6 separate regions of the Mus musculus genome follow, and all the other regions are linked to region 1. The links are chromatin contacts, called in public HiCAR-type and promoter capture Hi-C maps. All regions are on one chromosome and are shown on one strand. Each heading gives the region's core, a stretch centred on a gene start, on an enhancer-like site or on the middle of the called end of the contact. The rest is flanking DNA. Distances are from core to core; before and after follow the strand shown. Region 1 holds the start of Acat1 (acetyl-Coenzyme A acetyltransferase 1). Region 2 holds the start of Wdr61 (WD repeat domain 61). Region 3 holds the start of AY074887 (cDNA sequence AY074887). Region 4 holds the start of Etfa (electron transferring flavoprotein, alpha polypeptide). Region 5 holds the start of Ireb2 (iron responsive element binding protein 2). Region 6 holds the start of Fbxo22 (F-box protein 22).

Region 1 (4,405 bases), core at 1,505-4,004:
CCCAGCAACCACATGGTGGCTCACAACCATCCGTAACGAGATCTGACGCCCTCTTCTGGAGTGTCTGAAGACAGCTACAGTGTACTTACATGTAATAAATAAATAAATCTTTAAAAAAAAAATGATTTGAGGTTCAAGGAAGAAAATTTAAAAAAAAATTCTTCTTTGAAAGATTTCTATGGTTATATAAATTACTGTTTAATTTAATTCAAGTGACATGCAATAATTCATTTCTACACTCGGGAGGCAGAGGCAGGCAGATTTCTGAGTTCGAGGCCAGCATGGTCTACAAAGTGAGTTCCAGGACAGCCAGGGATATACAGAGAAACCCTGTCTCGGAAAAGCCACAAAAAAGAAAAAAAAAATCTTTTCTAGAGTTCAAAAAGGTGAACTGGGCTGGAGAACTTGGATTCAGTCCCAAGCACCCGACTGTTAATTCCAGAACTCATGATGAAGAGGCAAAAAGAACATGCATTCTGGAGACCATTCTAGAGTAGAGGAATACCCAACATAAAGGGGAGATGGGCACATGGCATATGCTACATAACCTACAAGTGGTAAAAAGAGCCCAGAACACAGGCAACTAGACAGTATAAAAATAAATGCTGGGAAGAGACAAATTTAGGTCATTGGGACCCAGAGAAGAAGAAGATAGAGAAGGCCCCAAATCTAGGACTAAGAGCGTAGGGGATTCATTGATCATTAAATTACATTTGATACTGTACAGAAATCCCTCCTCCAGACCCAAGTTCTATATCAATTTCTATACATCAATTTTATTTTGGTTGCCCTGTTTTGAGACCATCTTTCACTATACAGCCCAGGGTAGCCTCAAATCACAATCCTCCTGCCTCAGCTTCTTCAATGCAGAATTACATTTAGATGGACTCCATTACACCAGTTCAGACTCACTTTTATCATGCAGAAGATAGTTTGCACTTGGTTATAAAGCCTCCAGTGTAGACTAAGCCGGCTCTGCACACTTCTGTTTACACACCTTGACTACCTGGCTTATCTAATTAATTCGTCCAGGCACATTATCCAGAATCCCAGTTAACCTAATTTCATGGACCTCTCTCCAGCCATCCTCGCGAAACTTACTTACTCATCCAGAACTCCTCTGGGCATGATGGCTACTCTTTCAATTCCAGATAATCCAGAGGCTGAGGTAGGGGAGTGAGGAGTTCAAAGTCAGATGACCTAGTTAGCAAAACCACTAGAAAGAGAGTAATAGTAATGGTGGGGAGGGGGAGGAAGGAGAGTGGGGCTGGGGCGGGGAGAGAGGCAAGAAAAGGGAGGGGAGGAGAAGGAAGGGTCAGAAGGAAAAAGGCACACGAGTCTTTCTTGGGAACACTTTTTTTTTTTTATGCATATGAGTACACTGTAGCTGTCTTCAGACACACCAGAAGAAGGCATCAGATTCCTTTTTTTACAGATGGTTGTGAGGCACCATGTGGTTGCTGGGAATTGAACTCAGGACCTTTGGAAGAACAGTCAGTGCTCTTAACCACAGAGCCATCTCTCCAGCCCCGGGAACACTTATTTTACGAGTGAGGTTCTGCCCATCTCCAGATGAGAAAATAGACTATCCCTCTGGCTTTCCTATTACTGCAGTCACCCAGTACTTATTGTTTTTTTATCTTTCGGAGACTGGGTATCTCCAAATTGCCCACGTGGGTTGAAATCCTTGATCTCAAGCTCCTCTTGCCCGAGCAGCAACTCAAGTAAGATTCATTTTATAGTTTGTTTGCCCTCAGCTTCCAGCTCCAAGCCTCGGGCCCTCAATTATTCTTTCACAATCTCTTGCAGAGCAATGCTCTCTTTCAGCTCCTATTGCCAGAACTACCCGTTTCGGCGAACCCTGATTTTCTCAGAAACAAAACCACGCAAACCTAACTCCAGACTCTTAAAGACTGACCGACAAAGTCTAGAATGTCACCTTTGGAAAGTACAAAGTGTTCGCCGAACACAACCATCAGAAGCGAGGCACTCACTTCAAATAAAAATTATTTCTTGTACTGTCTCAGTAGCCATCTTGTTAGTTTTAAGACAATCTTCTGATTGCCATATAGTGCCTGAGCTCTGATTAAGACAATTAATTAAACCAATGATTAGCCAGGTGGTGGTTCATGCCTTTAATCCCAGCACTCTGCAGGTGGAGGAAGACCAATGAGCTCGAAGCCAGCCTGATCTTGAGAGAGAGAGAGAGAGAGAGAGAGAGAGAGAGAGAGAGAGAGAGCGTTCCAGGGCAGCAAGGGTTCCACAGAAAAACCAGTGGAACAAAATACAAACCAAACCCCAAAACTCAAACCAATCAAACAAAAAAACAAGGAAAAGGAAATCACAAGGTCACAAAAACGTCTTAGAAACTCCTGGGCCTACAGAGAGACTCAGCTCTCTGCAGTCTGGGATCGCGCCTGGTCAGGCCCAAGCTTTGCTGCACAGCTGATGCGGAGCGTGACAGTAGCACAGACTGACAGGTGGACTGACACACGACGGCGCAGGCACTCGATCCCCAAGGCGCTGGTGCTGAGCGCTGTGGCCCACGAGGACGGACCTCGCGGGCGGCTGGTGGGCTCCCCGATCCCGGCCCACCCCCGGAATCGACCCTGCTCACCTGCAGCAGCCCGCGAAGCAGAGGCCTGCGGACGACGCCGTGCAGAGCCACCAGGGCAGCCATGGAGACGCGAAAGGCTGTCAAGGGCAGAGAGACGCGCCGCGGCCTCCACTTCCCCACCGCAGAGCTTGCGACGTCGTGGCGGGCACCGCCCCGACCCTCTCCTCCAATAGCAGTCCAAGATCGCTGCGCTTGGCGGCGATTGGCCCGTAGCCAGAGGGCGGGGCCTGGCGCTTGGCCCGAGGACTGAGCTGAGGCTCTCCTGGACCAAAAAAAAAAAAAAAAAAAAAAAAAAAAAAGGACTAATGACCACGTGGCTTGACACCTAGGTGGTGCACGCTAAACTGTTGATTGTTGATGCCAGTTGTTTCTGCCTCCAGATGCCTGTAGTTTTCGTGCAGTCCGAGACTTTCCATTCACTTTGCCGTGCCTGATCAGGTGACTGTATTACCCAGACAAAGGATGTTGGTAAATGTTTCCAGCAATTCCCATTATATTCATTTATAATACAAATAAACCAATTTCTTACGTTAAAAGAATGTTGAAGTTGTTTTTCTGTAGGATGCTAAGTAAAATACATATTACTATCTAAACTTCACTGAGTAATAATAAGATTACATCAACTTTCAAAGAAACTCCCCGCAGGCTGGGTGTGATGGGACACACTCAGGAAAGAGGCAGGTGGATCTCTATGAGTTCGACGCCAGCCTGGTCCACATAGCGAGTCCCTGAACAACTAAAACTACAGACGGAGACCCTGTCTCCAAATAATTAAAACAAAACAGAAACAGTGCATTAACTGATATTACATGATAATTCTCACATTTGTGTAACCCATTGCTAAGGCTAGTTGGAGGATTGTTTTGCTTAGGTTTTGTTTGGTTAGTTTTTAGATAGGGTCCCACGGTGTAGCTCTGGCTATCCTGGAATTCACTATGTAGACCAGGATGGTCTTGAGCTCACAGAGATCTTTCTGTCTTTGCCTCCCTAGTGCTGGTATTAAAAGCACTATGCCAGGCCATTTGCTGACTTTGAATCTTCAGTTGGGGATAGCAGATCTTTCTGCTTGTGACATTAATTTTCCTTGATGTAAAACAAAAGGCACAACATACAAATTGAACAATTTACTTCAAGTCGACTTGTTTCATGTAATTGTGTGCACTCCTGTGTAGGCCAAGGGTAAACCTCAGATAACTCCCTCTGAGACTCTCTGCTGCTTTTTGTTTGGTGTTTTTTGTTTTGTTTTGTTTTTGTTTGTTTTGTGAGACAGGGTCTATCTCTCCTTGCACTAGAATGGCTGGCTAATAAGCCACCATCTCTACTCCTTCAACCCTATCCACCCATCCATGGAACTGGGGCTACAATCAAGGGCCACCACGCCTAGCTCTTTACATGGATGATGCTCTAAACGCTTTCTTGTGATGCAAACACTTTGCACACTGAATCATCTTCCCAGACCCTTTTGGGGTAAAGTGTGTGTATGTGTATATGCACCTTTGTGTATCTGCACCAAGTGCATACAGGCGCCTGAAGAGGACAGTAGAGGGCGTCAAAACTCCTAAAACTGAAGTTGTAGGTAGTTGGGAACTGTCTGTTGTGTTCTGAGAGCTGAACCCAGGTCCTTTCTAAGAGCTGATAGTATTTTTAACTGCTGAACCATAAGCCCCACTTTTGTTTTGTTTTTCAAGTTAGAGTCTCATGTAGCCTAGGATGCACTCAATCCCACTAGGTAGTCAAAGATGACCTTGAAGTTCTACTCCTCCAATGTCCACCTTTAGATTGCTGGCA
Region 2 (4,394 bases), core at 1,083-3,582, 1.1 Mb after region 1:
GTTGTTTTCAAATACATAAAATACACAGCATTAGAAAGAAAACCTAGTATGTGCTCACTCTCTGTGGTAACTATGTTCTATAAAGTTACCACTAGTGGGCAGTATCAGACCATTCCTCTGGAGACTCAGAGGTAGGCCACTGAAAGCCTCTGGGACACATTTTTGTCAAGTGCTCAATATGTAATCACATGCTATGGTTTTGCTTTGTTTTGTTTGCATATGACTCTGTTTGACCATACATTAGTAATTCACTAATACTGAACTCAACCTAAACAGGGCTTATCTAAAATACTTATTTTTCTCTCTAAGACTCATTACAGCTTTCTTGCACTGGGCAAGAACATGGGCTATCACTCCGGCACCATGCCAGAGGGTTACCTTCACCACGGGCTCACTACCAAAACCAAACAAGCAACCAAAACACAAAAATGAGAAGGCATGGCACTAAACCCCAGAGAAAAGACACTTTCTCATAGAGTGAGAGCAGAAACAAGGCAGAAGCGAACTCAGAACTGGGCATCACGTGACTCAAAAGATTCAACACCCTGCACATCTTCTAAAATTATAAATAAATATAATCGAGTATGAAAATTCACAAACAGAATCTAGGCATAGGCTCTATGTGGAAAACAATCTTGTCAAAACATGAAAACCAAACTTATGAGAGCAAAACACACATGGCTCCTTATCATCACATTCTATAAGAATCAGCAAGTCTAAAAGATGCCGCAACCTCAGGACATAAACAACATCCTGCCAGCAGTTCCGTAATCCTAATTGTTTGGAGGTACTAAGCCTGGCTTTCTGGCAAGACCCTGTCTCAAAACAAACAACAATCCCATCACAACATTCTGATATGAAAACACCTGTGATCGCTAAAGCCGTTAACAAAGTCATATTTAATACTTGTTATGTGAGAATATAACATAATGGGAGAATATGCTAAATTTCAACTAGAAATTAACAAATATAAGAGTGTGAATTGTCTTCTAATCCATGTTCACAGCCCCTCAGTTCCATCCTCACTTAACAGGCCGTACATACAGCTCAGACATCTGGGCTCATGCTACCTGCTTCAAATATGCAAACCAAAGACTAACAAATGTTTACCAAGAACAGAAACTCAGACAGACACATGATTTCTAAATAGTCCTGGCCTAAGAGATCTTAATCAGGTGTGCTGACTTGTGACTGTTACTGATTTGTGACTCAAGAACAGGACCTTGCCCAGACTAGAAAGCTCTCCTGACAATTTGGCTCAAACAAGTTGAGACACAAACTGCATGAAGACCAGCCCTCTTAGTGATACTGCCTCCTCTCTGCCCATACGAACCTCACACTTGGCAATAGAGAAAAACGACAATTTTACAAGTAAGAAGGTTTATAGGGAGTCAACTTTTAAAAAGCTACCCTCAAAATAGGGTGTGCAGTTCCATCAGGCTGAACCTTTGAGGACGTACTGCATCAGATCCTATTTTAACTATTATACAGATTAGCTCACTGAACCTTCCTTAACGCCGTTTAGTAGGCACTCTTACTAGCTCCGTTCTTCTGGCTAGAAGAGAGAGGCTTAGAGCAGCTGACGGAAGCGTAGGTAAATACACAGTTCCTACTACTAAGACATGTCTCATGACAGGTAATTTCAGAACCAAGAGAATCCCAAGAGGCCTCTATGCCATCTCTCTCTTTAGGAAAATTTCCAGTTATCGGGGCTGGATTTAAAGGTCCTTCTTCAGGCTTCCCAGAGACTAACCCATGCGTCTATGAAAGTTTCTCAGGCACGTCTGTAACGCACCATACCACATGGTACTTGAAATAAAAGGAACTCACTCTCTGCTTAGTGTTCAATGACGTGAAGCTTGCTACCTAACAGCGTGGCTAACTACTATAGGACTGGTATTAAGAGAGTCCTCTATCTAAGGGGAAACTACTCCCCTCCCCAGAGTCCTCTATCTAAGGGGAAACTACTCCCCTCCCCACCCCGCAAAGAAGCCAACCCTCATTTCCGGGATGCACAAAACATTATCTGGGAGCAAAATTAGTCCACCTATGGGCCTTCTGTCTGCCCTTGGGACTCGTGCCTCGCGGACTAGCCAAGTTAAATAGAGTCACGAAAGCCACCCTTGGACTCCTGGAGCCTCCGTGAACAAACCTGCTGTGGTGGCCTCCAACTCTCCCGGTTCAGTCGCCCTCTCGCCCTAGTAGGCAACAGCACCAAAGACCACCATTCCCCAACTCTGCCCAGCACACCAACTCACCACCGTACAGCCAGCCGCACAGCACGCCTGACGTCAGTGGAGCACGACCGTGGCGCTCGTGGATGAGCTAACGAAGGGGCGGGGCCTCTCCTGGGATGCGGGCGGGACCGGCAGAGCGCCCCCCTGCTGCCTTGGCGTGCGGGGTTGGGGTGAGGGTGGAGCCAGGGAGAGTGGGCGGGGAGTACCTAGGGCAGCCTGCTGCTAACAGGCTTCAGAAAGCTTCTCTGATGACTTCCCGGGTTCGTTTTTTCTTCTGTTTTTTTTTCTTTCTTTTTTTTTTTTTCCCCGCTTTTTCTTCGTCCTCTTTTTCTTTCCTTCTCCTTTCCAGCCCAGCCTCGCCCCCCATCTCCCACAGCAAAAAGCTCGAAAATCATTACAATAAAGGTTTTCTAAAACAACCTAGCTCTGTAATTTTTAAAGTGCCACATTTTAATATTGTTAAAAGTTGTGTGCACGTATGGGAGTGTGCACACATGTCATGGTGTAGAAATGGAGGTCAGAAGACAACTTGAGTGTCTTAGTTGTCTCTGTCACGTGGAGCCCAGGAATGGAACCCAAGTCATCAGGCTTGAAGGCGGCCACTTTTATCTGCTGAGCCATTCCCTATATATTTTTTTTTAATAGCGCATAAATTCAAACCCAGGATGTTGCCTATGCTAGGCAAGCATGCTCCTGCTGGCCTACATCCCAGCCATCTATTTATTTATTTAGAAACAAGTTCTCAATAAATTGCCTAGGCTGGCCTATAACTTACTCTGTAACTCTGTAGCATAGGCAGTCCTTGGATTCCTGCTTCTATTGCTTCAGTCTCCAGTATCTCTAGAGTGACAGGCCTGCACTACCAGGCCTGGCTATAACTCTGTCGTTCAAACTCAAAGCCGAAAAATACCTCAGAGTGCTGTTTCAAGATGCCAAACAGAGAACTGAGAGAATTCCAGTAGAATTTGGACATTGAATTATTCGTGTGCTCTTCAGTGACTGAATAATTATGATGTGAACTCCAGATATGCTTGTTCAAAGACTATATTAAACCCCTACCTTTCACCTCTCTACTGTCAGAGCACCAAGCACATGAGGTCATTAGCATGGTCTACTGTGAAGCAAGAATAACAGGCCTCTTATGTACAATGAATGTCTTTGACATGCAATCAAGACTATGAGTCCTGCCTCAGAATAATATTTATAAATGGATCAATATCCACATAGGATTAAAGGGAAATAATTCCATCAAAATAGCCATAAATATGCAAAATAATAACACACCTACCTGAGCTCAACAGATCTAATACCGTCTGTGATTTCAAAGTATCAATACACATACACAATGCTTTGAATTATCTTCAGTGGTTGTAATAAAATAGGAACAATACTGTGGTTTGATTTAGTGACCAAGTCAATTACTGTTAATGCCTCCTGGTTTATTGTGCACATATGTGATCAAGAAAAACATCACCTTTCTGCTAGAAGTTAAGAGAAATAAAAATATAATTATTTTTCTATCAAAGTTCCTAGATCTCCTCTATGTGTGTTATAGAGCAAATCTGGGAGACAGAGTAACTGTGCATCACTGAGACATCTGTAGGAAGAGTTGTGATCTTGCAGGTCAAAAGACAATGAAAAGATTTCACAATAAAATCAAGCAAAACTGAAGACAGCGGGTGTGACAGAGCTGTGTGCCCTGTCCTGAAAGGCTCTGAAAGTATACCCAGTCCTTCTTTGGAAGGCCATGGCCCCAGGATTCTGGTTCTTCCTAAAAAATGGCTTACTGCTTTTCCAACGAGCTTGGACAGAGCAAACCCAGAGACAGGACGAAGCAAGCAGAGTGACACAGAACAGCAGTGTCACCACGCAGCCCAGAGTCACGTGTGTGTAGAAGCATTTCAGGCTCATGTCTGCCACACCTGACTCCCTCTTACAGGCTCACCACGGAGTTACAGCCTCAGTCTACACCTACAAGGACAGGGAGGTCGCCATGTGCCCAGCAGAAAGGATTGCCACTACTCCGTCAAAAAGTTGGATATATGTAAGTGACTTCCCAGAGAAGACCTAAATCAGCAGTCCAATAGCAGAGCACTATCTTCTACTCAGCAAGTGAAAGAGGGAAACTAGAGTGGGGGCGAGGGGAGGTGTGTTACA
Region 3 (4,117 bases), core at 111-2,610, 1.3 Mb after region 1:
CTACAAAATCCCATCCTGCTGCCTTTCCTTCCTTGTTTTTACACACCCACACCCACACCCACACACATGGGGGCAGTACATGAGATCATTCACATGTGAAACACTTAGGATACTCATATTTGAGGTTTTTATTTAACTTGGCCAATCAGGACCAGAAAAATGGGCTGGAACTTGGGTCTCATTCCAAATCAGTGTTTATCCTGTTATACAATGGAACTCTGCAAGTTTCTCTTGATTGTTCTTGCTAAGAGAGATTCTCCACTAAATTCCTATTGCAAATATTGCTAATTTCTGTTTGAAATTAAATATATGCTGCATTGTATGGATATTTTACCTTTTGGTCTTTTTTTCTCTCTCTCTCTCATTTTTAAAACAGTCTCACTATATATCCCTGGCTGGCTTGGAATTTACAGGGCAAACCAGGTCCTGAGTACAGGCCAGGTCCCGTCTACATGCAACTAAATTTCTAAGCTTCCCCCTTTAAGAAACCCAGATCCAACCGTTTTGCCTACACAGAAGACAAAGGCCCTGTACATAGTCAACCCACTAGCTCTTCAACCCCCAACATAGGCACAAAAACTAGGTAAGATTGGAAAGGAGAAATGGATGAAGAGAAGTCTTTTTTTCGTTTTTTTTTTTTTTTTTTTTTTTTTTTTTTTTTTTTTCTTTTGTCCGAGACAGGGTTTCTCTGTGTACCCCTGGCTGTCCTGGAACTCACTCTGTAGACCATGCTGGCCTCGAACTCAGAAATCCGCCTGCCTCAGCCTCCCAAGTGCAGGGATTAAAGGCGTGCACCACCACTGCCCGGCGAAGAGAAGTCTTAAACTTAGAACAAAAGTTATCCCAATTAAAGAGTTGGATCTGAGAAAGGAGAAAATGAGGCTAAGAGGAAGAACAAAGGAAAAACTGTTAAGGGGCAAGACTGGAAGAGTAAACGATTTGATTTGTCTATACAGTTGCTACTCTGGCCTCCATTAGAATGGTACAGAAGAGAAAACGAAAGTGGAGTGCAAAGCGTAGGAGGAATCTGGTTCCACTCTCCACGGTATAGACGCTTCCCTCCTCCCTCCAGTCCTCCTCTAATACAGACCGCAGCCAAAGCCGAGGTTGTGCTTCTGCACAGTCCACGTGGGCAGACTGAGCCCGCCCCAGCACTGGGAGAACTTCCGCGTCCTCCCGCCCCGCCCCGCCCCCTCGCAGTCCTGCGCACGCGCGGGAGCCATATTCGCCGCGGATGCTTGGCCATCCGGGTTGGTTCTTCTCCAGCTGAGTAAAGAGGCGCTGATCTGCACCCTCACCGTCTTCCTCTGGTGAGGCTCAGTCCTTTAGGGGCCGCGGAGTCGAGGTGTCTGTCTCCCGGGCGGGGGCCATCTGCGTGGAGACCACGGCCCAGGCCCGCGGCCGCCACCGAGGAGCCGTGGGCACGATGACTTTGCACCCGCCTCCTCGGTGACCGGCCTGCCAGGGACTGGTCCCCGCCGGCCGCCGTCGGGTATCCCCGCGGGGCCTTGACGGCTCGCCTGGGCTCTGAGACCCTCCGGGCCGGTGCGAGGGGTGGGGGCGGCTGCGGCCCAGAGAGTCAATTCGGGAAAGTGGCGCTGCGGGGGAAAGTCCAAGTCTTGTAGCGCCGGCGCCAGGCGTGGAGGTAGCTGTGTTCACAGTCGAATCCGAAACCCGCCGTGGCCTCCTGGCTGCTGTGCTCAGGGCCACCTTTCTGTTTCTCCTACATGTTGGAACCGACTCCTGGCAGGTTAACTCTCCTTAGGCCTGACGACTCTTCTAAAATGTCACTTCCCGTGGTCCTTGAATCCAGCCCGTCGGTGAAGCGGTCTTAAGTAAGATAAAGGTGTTTTCTAACATCTGGGCGCGCAGACCCTTCAAATGTCTGCTTAGCTTTCCAGCCACGATGCCTTCCTTATATCCCATTTGGCAACATAGGAATTGAACTGCCATTTTTCTACTAAGGCAGAGTTTCCATTGCTGTCTTTCGAAGAAACGGAAATAAGGACCAGGTTTACCACCTAACCCCTACACCCCCAAATTTAGGACCATGTGAATTATCCACTTTGTTAACCTTTCTCAGCCTGCTCTACTTGGAATGCCCTTCCTTCACCCCTTCACAATTCTTTTTCTTTGACTTGAGGCTTTTCAACTTACCTTTGCCTCTCCCACCTCTAATTTACTCTCATTATCTGTATTGGTTTCCTAAAATCTTACTTGCTGTCGATTCTGCTTTCCCTCCCCACCCTGAATGTCTCTTCCATGTTGCTTTATAATCTTTGTCTGTCATACCTGGCTGCTAGATTCTGAGCTTTTCAGGACACCATGGTTTACCTTTATTGTGGTGGCCCAGCATCTGTATAGGTCCCAGTGGTGGTGCAGTTCATGTTAGCTGAGTGATGGTGTGGATCAAGTGGTATTAACAGTGGAAGACACTTCTTAAAATTGTGGGGGTTTTGTTATTAATGATCCTGTTTTCTTTTCACAGGAATCAACATAAAGTTCAGAAACCATGGTGAGTTCATGACACGTTTCCTTTAACTTTTGCCTGGGAACATTATGGCTTGTTTGAAGCTCACAGCCTGACATGGAAGAAAATGAAACCAAAGGGGTAGAGGGAGTTGAATGGGGTCTTCCGTCTTCTTTCCACTGAACTCAGCACCAGGGTGTCATTGTATCCAATGCATGGACATCCGGAAGTTGGCGTATGTCAGTGAACAGGCATCATCTCTGTTTTTCCTTTGCAGTCTCGAAGATATGACTCCAGGACCACAATATTTTCTCCAGAAGGTAAATTAGAAGATTTAACCTGCTCCAAAGAAGGTTGGGGCATTTTGTTGTGGTTGTTGCTTTAAGTAGTATATTTTTAGTGTTGGGGTCTAGTGTGACGTTTAGCTACACACATTTTGGAGTTGACTTCATTCCTTTGGTTCTTGGAGATAACTTGTCACCAGGTTCATTACGCCATGCATTGTGGGCGAGTAAATGCAGGGCTGTTGATGCCAGCCTACCTGTGTCATTGCTGATTTCTCTCAGATGAGTGGTGCAAGAGCGAGAGGAACCGTGGTGTCTCACTGTTTTGTAGGTCGCTTATACCAAGTGGAGTATGCCATGGAAGCCATTGGACATGCAGGCACCTGTTTGGGGATTTTAGCCAATGATGGAGTTTTGCTTGCAGCGGAGAGGCGCAACATCCACAAGCTTCTTGATGAAGTCTTCTTTTCTGAGAAAATTTATAAACTTAATGAGTAAGTGCGATCATGGGGAAGAGCTTGAACTATTGCACTTGACAGCGTACTCAGGATTTGCATATTTAAGGAGGGATCTTCTATGTGAAGTGATAGAACTGAAATGAGCAGTTTTATTATTTTTCTTGTAAAAATCTGTGTATTTGCTTTATTTTGCTTGACATCTCCTTGCAGCCCATTATATCTCAGTTCATTATGTGTATAATTCACTTGAAATGCAAAGATAAACACTTGGTGCAAAATAGCACTGTGCAGTGATAAAAGTATGTATGTATTTTCTGGCCACACAGGTTTGGTTTAAAATCTAAAGTCCATGGATACAAGGTGCTACACCTATTATCTAACTTCTTGAGGATCAGAGTGGTTATGGGAATCAAATGAAACAAAATAGTGAAATAAACTAACACAGTGCCACCGTGTAAAGCAGGGCCTCAGGATGCCCTTCAGAATGGCACGCAGGAATTCTGTACAGTTATCCTGACTCTTTACCAAAGAACAAGGCTCGTGGAGGTCTGACACAGTTCAGCCACAGGGTGCAGTCTGATTCTGTCCAGTTTGAGTACTTGGAGCTGGCTGTGGGATTTGGTTGTTGGTGGAAGACTGGCTGTGCTATATAGAGACTTTGCCATCAGTGGTAGGCCGGCTGAAGACTTGGCACTGGGGCCTAGTTAATTATTTGTTTATGTATTACAGCTTTGGATGTGTTTACCAAGCACACTGACCACTCTCACAACCTATTCTTACCTTCCCATCTCCCACCCTTCTCCCCACAAATATTTATGTCTGTCTGTTTTGATTCACTGGCATTACCAGGGCCATCTGTGTGAGAGCTGCTTGCTGGAGTCTGGTGGGCTCAGCAGTGTGTACAT
Region 4 (4,485 bases), core at 1,698-4,197, 1.9 Mb after region 1:
AAAATAAACAAAAGCACCTTCGTTCAGATGACTTTGAAGATTTCCTCCAGAAGGACATTGCTCAGTGACACAGATCAGCTGAAACTGGAATGGCTTGGGTAGTAAAAATGTCATTAGTAAAAACATGTCTTGGGTCTGTTTGTTTGTTTGTTTGTTTTTTAAAGAAATCATAGCTACAGAGGTTTTGGGGTTGGTTGTTTGTTTTTAATTTAAGAGTACAAGCTGGAGAGAGCGCTCAGTGGATAAAGCACTTGCCCAGCCGAGTGTGAGGAAAAAAGTTTGAATCTTCAGAACCCATGTTTTTTCTTTTTTTTTTTTTTTTTAAAGCAGATCTATTGGCTGCCTGAAATCCCTGACTTAAGGGCAACTTCAACAGCTAGAATACTCAACTCCTGCATGCTTCACACACTCATACACACACCTGCACCTACACACTGCAAACACAAATACATCACAAACATAAACATGCAAAAAAAAAAAAAAAAGAGCAGAGATTTGAGATAAACCATTTTGGCTTTATAGCATCGTCTGTTATTTCTCAATCATGTGTTAAAACTAGTATGTGAAAGTCTGTGAGAACCAGCTTTACAGAGTCTCACTCTATCTTTGGGGTTAGTTACAAATTACACAGAGGGTATTTACTTAACATTGGGGAAACCTGGCAAACAATTTATTACCTAAGTAACCTAAGTTAAGATCTTTACTAGTGGGACATACAGTGTTGTGTGCCACCTCATACAATGCACTGAGAGCCCAAATCACTTCTGAGATTCCTGACAACAATATAGGATACACAGGATGCAGTCATGAGGGAAATGTCAGGCAGACATAAATTGGGTGACAGTCTACAAAACACAAGGCCTACACAAGGCCTGTGCCCCATAAAAATGCCAATGTCAAATTGAAAGGCTGAGGAACTTTTCTAATAAAGACTAAATCAGCATGAAAACCAGAGGAACTGGGCTACCTCGGGTATGTGTTCGTGCTGTCAATCAGTGATTTGTCTGTTTTTGTTGTACTATAATGGGTGTACACTGAGAGATGAAACATGTGTCAACTGTTAACGCACTGTGAAATTCGAGGAAGGGTTCTGGGAAATGGTGAGGTTGGGGTTTTTTGGTGTTTTTTTTTTTTTTTTTTTTGGCCACTTTTCTGTAAACTTGTAATTACTTTAAATTTTAAGAAGATAGAATATGTGTGTGTGGGTCTATTTGAGTATATTCACACCATTTGTTTCGTGCTTGCAGTTCAAATCTTTTTTTGTTTGTTTGTTTGGTTGGTTTTTTTTTGTTGTTGTTGTTGTTTTTTTTCGAGACAGGGTTTCTCTGTGTATCCCTGGCTGTCCTGGAACTCACTCTGTAGACCAGGCTGGCCTCAAACTCAGAAATCCGCCTGCCTCTGCCTCCCGAGTACTGGGATTAAAGGCATGTGCCACCACGCCCGGCTGCATTCAAATCTTAAAAAAAATATTAATGACTTTAGAGACAGTACTCTACTACCCTTGACTTCTAATTTTAAAAATAGGCCAAGGTCACAATTCTTGGCAAATCACAACAAAGGTTTGGCAATGCTGCCTATGTATAAATACTGGGTACTTGGACTTTCCCCCGACTAGTTCTACAAAATCACCAAATTCTAAATTCTCCTTACCACAATTAGGCCGAGCATAAAACCTATGCACAAAATTGCTTCGCAAGTTCTGTATAGATCTTCAAGTCAGGTACTGCTGCTTGGAAACCGCCCCTCCCCCCCAAAAGCCATGGCCTTCACTTGCTTACTGATTCTTTTATTATAGAAAGGAGGTTAAAAAAATCTCGTGGGAGAAAGATGGGCTAGGATCCTGAACGATGTGTTTTAACTTTTTTTTTAACAAGGAGTGGCAACATTCAAAGTGGGGGGGGGGGAGTCTTCAAACTTCCAAGAAGCCCATAAGTTGTATCCCAGACAGAAAAAAATCTCAGTGGTGATTGGGGTAAAAGGCACTAAAATAAAAAGTACGTATAAAAGTTACAAAACGTCTGCATAACTTGCAGGCCAAGGCTGCTGATATTGCTTCTCTAGCAATCTTAATGTAAATTAGAAAAATCTACAAGCTCCTTAAATTATTGCCTTGGAACTGGTCAGCCTTCAACTGCTATTCCCTTACAGCACCCCGACAAGAAAGAAAAAAAAAGTTTTGTTTTGTTTTTTCAAGTCCTCGAAAAACAGACAAATGGTAAACTTTGTCACCACGGAAAAAGTCCCCACTACCAAGTTTCCAAGGCTACTGAGGCAACATCAGTCTGCGACTTCTCAGGACTGGATCCCAGGCGGGTACGTCCCAGCCCCTCCTCCACTCAGCCCGGTCTCACCAGCCCAGCCGCAGAGCACTCCGCCCCTGCCCTTGGCAGTGGGCGTCCAGGGCAGCCACAGGAGGCCTAGGTTTCGAACTCTTCCCCAAGAGGTTCCGCGGCGGCATCTGGCCCCTTTGGGGGGACGCAGCTCCCCTCCAGGCGAGAGAACCTAGTAGCCCCAGAGTGCCCCGCGAGAGTCAGGGCCGTGGGAACCCGGGTTGGGGCAGCGTGACCCGGAAGAGGTCAAGGGCGAAGGCTCCAGAACTTTGACCCGCGTCCCGGGCACTGCACCGACTGTCTACGCGGACGGTGGGAGTCGAGGGAGCCCGTGACCTTCGCCTGACAGGGTCAGCAGGCTGCGGCTCGGACGTCACCTGCTCGGCCCTCCCTGTCCGGACTCACCGCCCGCCGGAGCTGCCCAGGCGCCGCTGCTCGAAACATTGTCTCTGTTCTAGTCAGCCCCGCAGTACCCTCAGCCTCAGAGACCCGGAGCGCGCGGGAACCACCGCCGCCGCCACCGCCGCCGCCTCCTCTACCAGAGACCCGAACGCTCGCGAGATGCGAGCACGAGAGCTGACAGCTTAGTCCTGGACTGCGGGGGCTCGCGCTTCCCGGGAGCCCATTGGGCAGCCACGCAGCCAATGAGGAAAGCGGAAAGTTAGAGGCGGGACTTGGGAGTAGGGCAAAGGTAAGGGTGTGCGCCGAGACGCTGGCATGCGCGCCACGCCCTCCAGTTGCTTGGCTCTGTTCCCTGACGGTCTCGGACTTTCGTTGGTAACGTTGTCTGGACTAACTGCCCTGTTGTACGCAGCTTTCTTTCCACCCGCGAAGGGAACCCCCTCACTCCAGTCCTTTTCCACTCTCATTTACGCCCAGTGTCAGCGCTGCACGTGTAATGTGCCAACCAAATAGTCGCAGGTGAGGAGAATTGTAAACGTGCATTAATTAGGTGTCAGTCCTGGGGACCTTAGGAGACTCAAAACAAAACAAAACAAAAAGTTATTAATAAATAATATAAATAATTTATTTGCTACTTCCTGGGAAGGGTCTATTGAGTTGGCGATATTTGAGCTGGATTCTAGAAGGAAATGGAGATCGTACAAACTACACAGAAGGAGGCAGAATGGGATGGAGATGAACCACCCCAGCAGCCTAGGGCCAGGTTTGAGGTCCACCCAGATCTTCTCCATACTCTTCTCTGCCCTTAGTCAGACTCACTTCTATCCTCTGGCATCAGTGCCTGTGGCTGTTAAAATCTCTCTTGCTCTTTGGACCGACCAATCTACCTGCCTTCTGGGCTGCTCAGGATGTCCCAGAACTCAAGCCCTCTCAGGAGTGAATTGCACCTTTAAGAGCTAGCCCACAATAGTATTTCTTCACAATAATCTCTAGTCCCCTACAGTGAATATTTCTCTTCTTTACTCTCTTAGTTTTGTGAACCGAGTGAGAACCCATCTTATACAAGACCACGCTTGTGGAGGACTGGGACTGTGCCCACCTAAGCTGTTCGTGGGAGGGACAACTAGTATTCTGTTTACCATCACTTTCTTCTTCCAATAGAACTACCCCACTAGACTCAAATCTAAGTCCTATTGAAAAAAGAAAGAAGAGTAAGTAAAAATCAAAAGGAGTATTTTTATTTAAAAAATTTTTTAAATGAGATATGAACTACCTCCTTCCTGCCTCCATGATAAGGCAAAACACCAAAGAGGAGAGAATCCTCCCTCCTGCCATGAGATGTCTCGGGCACATCCTAGGCTCCAGCGAAGCAGCAGCAGCCATGCCCTGTAGAGGCACAGTGCCCACAGGGCATGATGGTTATGGGCAGAGCAGAGCCGGTACAAAGTAAAACACAGAAAATGGCCCAGATCTGTAACAAATCACCATACTCATTTGGAAGACAGAAGAGTGTCCTTGAAGAACTTCTGGAGGGAGGGTACAATTAGATATGTTTCTACATTTACATGTATGTCAAGTACCAGACAAATGTGCGTCTGAAGGACTGATGTTATGAAAGTGTTCCCTCTAGGTGTTTGGATGCTCTTCTTTCCCACTGAGTTATAGACATTTTGGAGGCAGAAGATGGTTTCTATTAGCTAGCCTATATATGGCTGCTTGCTATTTGTAGAAATAATTGTACAAAGAACAAAAG
Region 5 (3,927 bases), core at 186-2,685, 1.3 Mb after region 1:
TGTACAGGAGTGTTGTTTCAAGAGAAGCAGAACTATTCAGTTCAGCCTCGTGAACAATGAAGTTATACGTGAGCTCTTGCTTCCATCTGAATGCATCGCAAATCCAGACTCAGTTTCTTGGTATGTGAGTTTGGTTACTGTGTCCTTCCTAGTTTGTTTCAGTTTCATGGAGATGATTTCGAGAATAGTCATGCCCTTGAGACTTTCTGAGAAGACTGTCACAGTTGTTAAGGTCAGGAAGCCAGTGGATCAAGTGGACTTCTAAACAGTAATGGAAGAGAGGAGCCAAGGATAGCGTGCTGGTATGTGCTTAGGCGGTGGCATTCGCTGGTGTAGGTGACAGACACATAAGGACTCAGTCACTGGCTTGGGTGGCAGTGGTTGTGGTGGTGGTTTTGCATAGGAGATGCCTGTGGTAACAAGCGTTAGGATATATTCCTCTAAGCTTAGGAGATGGGTTTGAGTTGTAGGTAGGCTAGAGAGCATCAGCTTATGAACGGATAGCTGGAGCCAATAGACAGATGAATGAGCCAGAGGAAATGAAATCTGGTGCAAAGCTCATGTCACGAGATAGAGTTAATGACAGTACACTTAATAGCTGGGCAGAGAAAGGCCCTGGTAGAGGAGACTGGGATGAAGCAGGCTTGGAGGCCAGGAAGTACAGAATAGTTTTGGAATTATGGAAGCTAATACAGTTTGTCTTAGCAAACATACTAAACAAACAGTTAAAGCAAGAGCTGGGGTATTAGCAAATAGTTATGCCTACCTTTATCACAGGCATTTTTGGAAGTGGAAACCAGTCTGAGAAGGGATAGGAGTGGGGAAGAAAAGGGCAAACCAGACAACTCCAAAGAGTCCGCTAACCAAAAGACAAGACAGGGAAGACATAAGGACTCTCCCTGGCGGGGCCAGAGAGAAACTTAGGACACCATCACGTTTAACTGCTCCTGGGAAGAGAAAGGTTGAAGTTATAGGAAAGTATGGACATTTTAATTCATTCAATTAGTCGATTGCCTATGTGTCCCATTAACCCGGCCTTGTTCTCTTGAGAATGCACGAGTGGGCGCCTCATTACATCACGGCTTAACACAAGGCTTTACCATGCAGGGAGAACTTGAGTCCCAATCCTGGCTCTTTCCTACAAGACAGTCCTGCAGACATCGCGGGACCTCAAAACCTCACGGTATACTTTTGGGCCCACAAGAAAGTAACGGAACCTATGGCGTCCCGTTGTCAAAGTTACTAACCTCCCAGGGTTCCGCCCCCCCACCTCCAGCTCTGGAGAACAACAGAGGCTGCGCAGAGACCCGCCTACCCGCTGGCTCCGCCCCGCTCTTTCTTTGTTTCGCCGGTCCGAGGATCTCGCGAGAGTTAGCCGGCAAATCCCGCGAGCGCGGACCCCGGGCCAGCTCTGCGGCTCTCGCGGTGCCTGCGCGAGACTGCTTCCTTCCTCCTTTCCCCTGCCCGTCCGCCCGTCTTCCTCCCTCTCTTCCCGGCCTGGCCTCCCCCTCCTTCCCCCGCTGGCCCCCTCCCCGCAGGGATAATATGGTCTCCGGCGATGGACTCCCCAAGTGCAGGTCAGTTCCCGGCCGCCGCCTTAGCGTTGGCGGCTGGTGGCGTGCGCTGCTGTACATCCGTGGCCCTCGCTGTGCTCTGCTTACGGTCACCCGGGGGGGCGGTCGGGCCCTCAGGGCTTGGTCGTTCTCTCCCCTCGGGGCGGAGGCCGCGAAGGCCGGGCGTCCCCGCCCGCGCGTCCCGCTCTTCAGCGGAGCGCTAATTCCGCCCCTGGCCGGGGCCCGCTGCTTGTTGGCTGCAGCCTCCAGGCCCCCAGGAGGAACTGCTGGGGCAGGGACAAGCCCACGTCTTTCTCTGCCCGCCCCCCTTTTGTGAGCATTGAGTGTCGGAAGACCTGGCTCCCTTGTTTGGCTTTCACTCTGCTGGCTGATCCTTCTACCCAGCATCCTGGGATCTCCCTTTCTTTGCTCCTGGAAGTGGAGGGGCTGTCGAGGCTGAACGTTAGCCGGTTCCCAGATCATTTGTTGCAGTCTCCTCCCCCATCCACCTCCCTCCACAAAAGAAAAACACTGTTCTTTCTGAATGGACTGTGCTTGTCTTTTCTGGTTTTGGAAGAAGATCTTAGAGCAATGTTTAAGGGTCTCACCCATCCAAGTAATGAGGCCGCATAATGAATTTTTATCTACCTCACCCTTTCTCACAACACTGAGAGTGGGGGCATATTCAATTAGTGCATAACCATTAAGGGTATATCTCTTAGTAGAATCTAATGTGCCAGTTTACCTAGATATTTTGATGGTCACTTTAAAAATCATCTTTAGTGTTCTGTTGTTGGATTTTTAATTGCCTTTTGAACCTCTAACAATGGTTTTGTCAAAGCATTATCTCTGTACTTAAGCATGTTCAGGGCACGATTTCTGAATGCTTGTACATCATTTAAACCATTCTTATGGTCTCTTTGCAGACATTTAACATTTCTAAGATTGAAAAGCCATTGGGTGGGTAATGCTGTAATCCCAGCATTCAGGAGACAGAATGGGCGATTATTGCCTCTACTTGCAGGCTCTCCTGGGTTGCCCAGTGAGGTTAAGTCCACTCTGGGATACAGTGACAACACCCTGTGTCAACAGGCAAGGTAGAAAGCTGTCTGTCTCACTAGTTTCTGTTTGACAAGAGTCGAGGTTTAGAATTGTCCCCTTGCAGTCCCGTGGAGACGAGTCTTGTGTCTGTGGTATGGGACAGTCAGCACCTCCATCACTGCCTCCATGGTTCAAGGTGGCCCTCGTAGCTGCCCCGCAGGGTAATGCAAATGTGCAATATTCCCATCAGCTTTCCATCACACACAGAGTTCTGCTGAGCAAAAGTTTGGGTGTTTTCTCTTTGAATAAGGTTCTTGGTAACTGTAGTTAATGTACTTAATGTATTTGATGGAATGTATTTAATGAAAGGCATTTGTTCTTTTTCTTCTCCAGGATACACCTTTGAGTACCTTATTGAAACATTAAATGGCAATTCACAGAAGAAGTTCTTCAATGTACCTAAACTTGGCGGCACCAAGTATGGTAATGTTGCTTTACGTTTTTCGTGGGCTTAGTTTCTAGTAGTTACAGTGCATTGGTCAAGGTGAGCAGAAGACATTTTATAAAACTTCCTTTGGGACTTTTGGTTGAGAACAATAGAAACCATACCTCGATTTCTTCTTTAAACTTTTAGTTAATTAGATGCTGCCTCTCCTCCCCTCCCCCCAGAAGCTAATCTTATTTTTAAAAGAGAACATCATAATCTATAGTGACTGAATGTGTGTGTTAACTTTTTCAATGGTCAGTGCCTCTGGTTATTGTTTTGTTTTTGTTTTTTTCAGGACAGGGTTTCTCTGTAGAATGTGACTGTCCTGTCATCCACTCTGTAGACCAGGCTGGTCTCATACTCAAAGATCTATCTGTTATTGCCTTCCAAGTGCTAAGATCAAAGGCAGGGACCGCTACTGCTTAGAGCCTCTGATTATTCTTTAAAAATATTTATCATCTTTAAATAGAATCATCAACTGAGCCCACTGGTTCAAATTGTTCTTCACTGCTAGGCTTGATTCTCTGACACTTTGGTAAACGTTTTCACATTCCTCATCGGGGTCAAACCTTTCATCGCATTCTCAGAAAAATGAACGTGCTTAACCTGGCCATTGGATGGATGGAGTCTTAACTTTGATTTTCAGTTGTCTTTTGTTTTGAGACATGGTCTCCTAAGTGGCCCAGGGTGGCCTTGAACTGTCATTTCTGTCTCAGTGCTGCAGTGGGAAGAAGGTCCCACTAAGCACAGCTTTTGATTTAGTTGACAGTTGAGCAATTTTTCTAACAAGACCAAAGAATAGAAAACCTGTTTGGAAGAATGGTTGCTGGTGTAAGCTTTTATGAA
Region 6 (4,344 bases), core at 1,084-3,583, 1.6 Mb after region 1:
GTAATTTCCACTGGAGCAGCAGGGTCCTAGTGGACCAAACCTGCTTCCTGTTGGTTCAGCATTTCTTGTGAGGAAGAGCCACAGTGCAGAGCCTGAAGTTCTAAAGTATGAGGTCATTTTACCTTTCCATTTATTAGCGGGGTGTTGCAATTGACGATAAACTAATAAACTTATGGAATGGTTGGCACAAAGACAGACTCTTTGAGCAAAATTATGAAAGATACCTAAATTGGAGATCCTTAAATTTTTGCTGTAGTCATGCAGTGGCTTTTACATCAGAAGACCAGTAGGAGTTCAGCCTGTGTTAATTCTTTTTTAAAATGTGACACAGATCAATGTACTTTGCATTTTTATTACCTTTCCTGAATCAATCCTCTTTGGTTGGTAATAGACTTTTTTGGATCCATGTTTGATTTGAATCTAGCTACTTAAGCACTTTTAAAAGAAACCTCGAAGCACACTCCTGCACGACCCAGTACAGAGTTAAACGGCTTTTCTTATATATTTGATTTGAGATTTTTTTTTTAAACTTTGCAAACCACATCTAGGAGATGTGGCACTTGTGCATTTTATGTGTGGTGTTAGTTTCTCTTGATTCTGTTGGTTAAGAGGGCAGAAAAGATATCTGGTATTCTTGGTCACTTGGTTACCCTAAATATATGATTGCCAGTGGCTCAGATGACAAGTGACAAGACAGAATTCTTCAACACATTATTAAGTTCCTTATGCCTAAGGCAAAATCTTGAATACATTATTGAATTCTAATTTCCTAATGGCTAGCAGATTGACAGCTGCACATTTGGCATGCTTTGGGGTTGGGTTTTTTTTTTTTTTTGATTTTATTTTTCATTGCAGATTTATTTGGCAATGTACAGTAAATTTTGTAAACTTGCATCAAGTTTATGAATAAAGAACCATTTAAAAATCAGTTTGTCACCTTTCCCTCTTATGAGATGCTATAATTCAGGCGTCTATAGGCTCTATATTGAATTTCTAGTGTAGGCTGTTTAAAGAGAAGATGGGGTGTGGGGAGGTTTCAGAAGTGGAGATGAAGATACTGAGAGGGATAGGGAACCTAGAATTGGTGTGTACACACATAGTGTATTCAGTTTTTCTTTAACCATTCCCTTACTGCGTTCTTTAAATTCAAATACATGTGGGTTTCTAGTGCTGTTTTAATTAATGTCTCTAATGTTCTTAGGGTACTATTAGCACAGTTCCTCTTGTACACTCAAGGCCTCTATACACACCACTATCTGTAGATCTCATCAGAATCTCAGCAGAAGGAAAGCCTTTTCTTTCCTTGACTGAAATTCCTGTGCCAGTTTCATGTTTGGTTTGAATGTTATGTCTCCATGTACAGCCTCCCTACTTCATTCAGAAACAGTTGTTTTTTCTGAAGGTTGCCTTAGCTGAGGAAATGTTCAGAAGTCCTCCTCTTAAACATACTGACCCTTGGTGTTCATTCCCTAGTCGTCATAACATGTTCCCGCACCCCACCCCCACCCCAACCAGTGCCTGGTGAGAAGAGTGGAGCCACAGAGCAGTTTGGAAGTTCTAGAAGTAGGATTTAGGGCTCCTGGAGAGCCCAGAGCTGCTGGGGTTTTTTATTAACGGGAAGCATTGAAGTTTTCACACATTCCCAGTGTATCGTGGTGTTTTGGAGACTGTATGATGCGTCCATGTTTGCTACTTAAGTCTTAAGGTTTCCAGAGTAAAGTGGCTGCTGCTTGTTGAGGGCTTGTTCATGTTTTTTTGTGTTATCTTACATATTTTGCAGTAGGGTCTAGATTGTTTTCGGCTTTTGACCCTCCTGCCTCCAGCTTGCTAGATGCAAACATGCATCATCTTGTCCAGCTCAAAATGTTCTAATGGGTTATCACAGTGTAAAAGATCTAGAAGCCAAAACAAGAAGCACCAGGTCAGGCCAAGTAGCTGGGGACAAAGTGCCCCTCAGTCAGGAGACAACCTATTCAGTTGAAATGAAGCAGCCTCTACTGTTCTTTCATTTGTGGTTCGGGAATGTATGGTGTTGGGCTTCATCCCCTGTGATTCTGTATGTAGCCCTGCAGGGAAGAGCCAGCAGGAGCCAAAGAATAATGGCTCCTGTGTGAAAATATCTATCTGGTTTGGCATGTGCTTTCTGTAGCAATTAATAGTGCCAAAGAATGGCGAGTGCTATTTATGTCTACTCGCTTAAAACTTAAGACCTAACGAGTTAACCAGATTGACCAAATAGTGTTTGCAGCCGGCTTAAACGCCAGGCTGCCTCCGGTCCCTTCCGGGCGGAACTGTGCAGGCCGGTGCACCGCCGCAGCGGCGTGTCCAGTACCGGAAGCGGCCCACCGGAAGTGGCGCGCGCCTGCTCAGGGAGCTCGGGTTGTAGGTGGTGCGCCGGCCGCTCCGGTACCCCTGAGACTCTGTAGGGCCTTCGGGCCGGTAGGCGAGGAATGGAGCCGGCAGGCGGCGGTGGCGGCGTCTCCTCCTCCACAGATCCGCGAAGCACCTACGTGCTGAGTAACCTTGCGGAGGTGGTGGAGCGTGTGTTTACCTTCCTGCCGGCCAAAGCGCTGCTTCGGGTAGCCGGGTGAGGGCGAATGGGGCGGGAGGAGACCTTCGTCCCGGAGGGTGGCGGGGTCGCCTCTGCCGGGACCTCTGCCCGGGTTTCCTAGTGCTTAGCTGGCGCTGCGAGGCTGCTGACGGTGGGAACCGGCCGCCCGGCGGCAACCCTTTGTGCTTTTGCATCCCCAGAGTATGCCGCCTGTGGAGGGAGTGTGTACGCAGAGTGCTGCGGACCCATCGCAGCGTGACCTGGATCTCCGCGGGTGTGGCTGAAGCGGGCCACCTGGAGGGACATTGCTTGGTGCGCGTGGTAGCTGAGGCGCTTGAGGCAAGTATGGAGTTATGCGTTGGACAGTCACTTGCAGGACTGGTGGGCCATCTTGGAGAACTTTTTAAAAAATCAAGATTGTGATACATATCCTTGCTTTCGTTAACTCGGAGAACCTATGCTCGTATTCTGGCTTTTGTAGTAAACGTCAGGTTTTGTAGGGGCGTACTGCGGTTTAGTCATTATTAGATGTTGGGCAATTGAAGTATCCAGGTGTCCACTATTACAAGGCCGTACAGAGCCTTCCTTAACTTGCCTCAATTTTGCAATGAAGGTGTTGGGTATCGCTTGCCCAGGGTCTCACACTAGAACCGGAAGAACTAAAACTTCTACCTAAATACGTAAACCACATTCCTTTTCTCATTTTTGTCCCTGGATCCAGGAGAGTCAGTGTTCAGGGAGGTGAAGACAGATTATAGAGCTGATAGATAGTGAATCTCCAGTATCTCACTGAGTGGCAGGGGCCCTCGTGAGGAAATTGCCAATTTGATGCCCTATTATCGCTTAGTATGTATAATAGGCAAATAGGAATGTTCTACTTAACCACAATATAGTCTCCACATTGGGAAGTTATCATTGATGTATGTGTCGATTCTTTTGGTGTTGAGTTTGGTTTTCAACTTGATCCAGAAAGAGGGAACTCAAGTTAAGTGCCTGCCAAAGATTGACCCGTGGACAAATCTGTAGGCCACTCTCTTGATTAATGTTTGGTGTGGGAGCCAAAGTGCCCCAGTGCTTTTCTTAAGAGCAGAAGGATTTGATTCTGTTCCCAATGAGTAACTGAAAGGCGCGCTCCTTTGGTTTGTATGTTTCTCCAACCTGACTTTCTGTACCAGCCCCAACACTTAAGAAAATTCAAGGCACAAGTTGAGTGTGACTGGGATTTATTAGATTTTTTTATCCCATTACCTTAAATTCCTTGATTTAAGAGGTGTCTGCCAGAAACTTCTGCCTTTAAATTTTCTGTCCTGTTGCAGTTAATAAGTATTTGTCTGTAGAGAAGCTTTGAAACTTACTTTTCATTCTCTTCCACTTTGTTCACACAGCACTCATACATACGCTTGGTCTCTTGTGTAGAGCTGTACCTGTTACTGTTAGACTCTCCTTGGTACTCACACAGTCTTTGTGTGGCTAGTGAGCACTCAAGCCAGTTTTATTGTCTCTTAGGGATGACCTTTCTTTTGGCACCAGTTGTCTTCAGCTTGTATTTCACCTGCTTCATTCAAGAACTTAGTAGTTTCACTAATAGTCTTGGTTTCTTTTAGTGGAGAATGGTATTTAATTTAGACTCTAAGGTCAGTACTGTGTAAGTCTACTCACTGTTTTAAGGGTTTGCTTCCTCTAGCCTAGACAGGAATATGTGTGTATGTATATGCATATGCAATTGTTCTTTGGTATTGTCAGGGTAGTCGATGCACCATATTGAATTCCACAGCTGCTCAAGTTCCTTATAA

The links. Promoter capture Hi-C pulls out the DNA fragments that hold promoters and counts their contacts. HiCAR-type assays count read pairs that join an accessible place to other places.
Region 2: a HiCAR-type map of astrocytes shows a contact between it and region 1, with 2.9 times the contacts expected there. The contact joins the promoter of Wdr61 here to the promoter of Acat1 in region 1. A contact is called at or near these places in 3 of 39 promoter capture datasets (erythroid cells, liver and pre-B cells), 1 of 484 Hi-C or Micro-C datasets (pre-B cells) and 1 of 115 datasets of contacts at active chromatin or transcription factors (astrocytes).
Region 3: a promoter capture Hi-C map of erythroid cells shows a contact between it and region 1, with 15 times the contacts expected there. The contact joins the promoter of AY074887 here to the promoter of Acat1 in region 1. A contact is called at or near these places in 3 of 39 promoter capture datasets (erythroid cells, liver and pre-B cells) and 1 of 484 Hi-C or Micro-C datasets (B cells).
Region 4: a contact with region 1 is called in a promoter capture Hi-C map of erythroid cells, with 23 times the contacts expected there. The contact joins the promoter of Etfa here to the promoter of Acat1 in region 1. A contact is called at or near these places in 2 of 39 promoter capture datasets (erythroid cells and pre-B cells) and 1 of 484 Hi-C or Micro-C datasets (liver).
Region 5: a contact with region 1 is called in a promoter capture Hi-C map of pre-B cells, with 3 times the contacts expected there. The contact joins the promoter of Ireb2 here to the promoter of Acat1 in region 1. A contact is called at or near these places in 4 of 39 promoter capture datasets (the 3T3-L1 cell line, erythroid cells, liver and 1 more).
Region 6: a contact with region 1 is called in a promoter capture Hi-C map of erythroid cells, with 15 times the contacts expected there. The contact joins the promoter of Fbxo22 here to the promoter of Acat1 in region 1. A contact is called at or near these places in 3 of 39 promoter capture datasets (erythroid cells, liver and pre-B cells).

The regions. Positions count from the first base shown.
Region 1 is chr9:53,607,596-53,612,000 of GRCm38.p6, forward strand. Acat1 (acetyl-Coenzyme A acetyltransferase 1) reads right to left here and starts at 2,755. Exons shown (of 12, transcript NM_144784.3): 1 at 2,618-2,755. The coding sequence starts at 2,680.
Region 2 is chr9:54,732,217-54,736,610 of GRCm38.p6, forward strand. It overlaps Wdr61 (WD repeat domain 61), which reads right to left and starts at 2,333. Exons shown (of 11, transcript NM_023191.3): 1 at 2,259-2,333.
Region 3 is chr9:54,949,594-54,953,710 of GRCm38.p6, forward strand. It overlaps AY074887 (cDNA sequence AY074887), which reads right to left and starts at 1,361. Exons shown (of 1, transcript NM_145229.2): 1 at 651-1,361. The coding sequence starts at 1,246. The coding sequence ends at 848. Hykk (hydroxylysine kinase 1) reads left to right here. Exons shown (of 5, transcript NM_177351.4): 5 at 1-331. Psma4 (proteasome subunit alpha 4) reads left to right here and starts at 1,266. Exons shown (of 9, transcript NM_011966.3): 1 at 1,266-1,310; 2 at 2,489-2,515; 3 at 2,748-2,790; 4 at 3,086-3,248. The coding sequence starts at 2,513.
Region 4 is chr9:55,509,296-55,513,780 of GRCm38.p6, forward strand. Etfa (electron transferring flavoprotein, alpha polypeptide) reads right to left here and starts at 2,948. Exons shown (of 12, transcript NM_145615.4): 1 at 2,736-2,948. The coding sequence starts at 2,774.
Region 5 is chr9:54,862,320-54,866,246 of GRCm38.p6, forward strand. Ireb2 (iron responsive element binding protein 2) reads left to right here and starts at 1,436. Exons shown (of 22, transcript NM_022655.3): 1 at 1,436-1,577; 2 at 2,988-3,077. The coding sequence starts at 1,559.
Region 6 is chr9:55,206,602-55,210,945 of GRCm38.p6, forward strand. Fbxo22 (F-box protein 22) reads left to right here and starts at 2,334. Exons shown (of 7, transcript NM_028049.2): 1 at 2,334-2,587; 2 at 2,752-2,890. The coding sequence starts at 2,451. Ube2q2 (ubiquitin-conjugating enzyme E2Q family member 2) reads left to right here. Exons shown (of 13, transcript NM_180600.3): 13 at 1-928.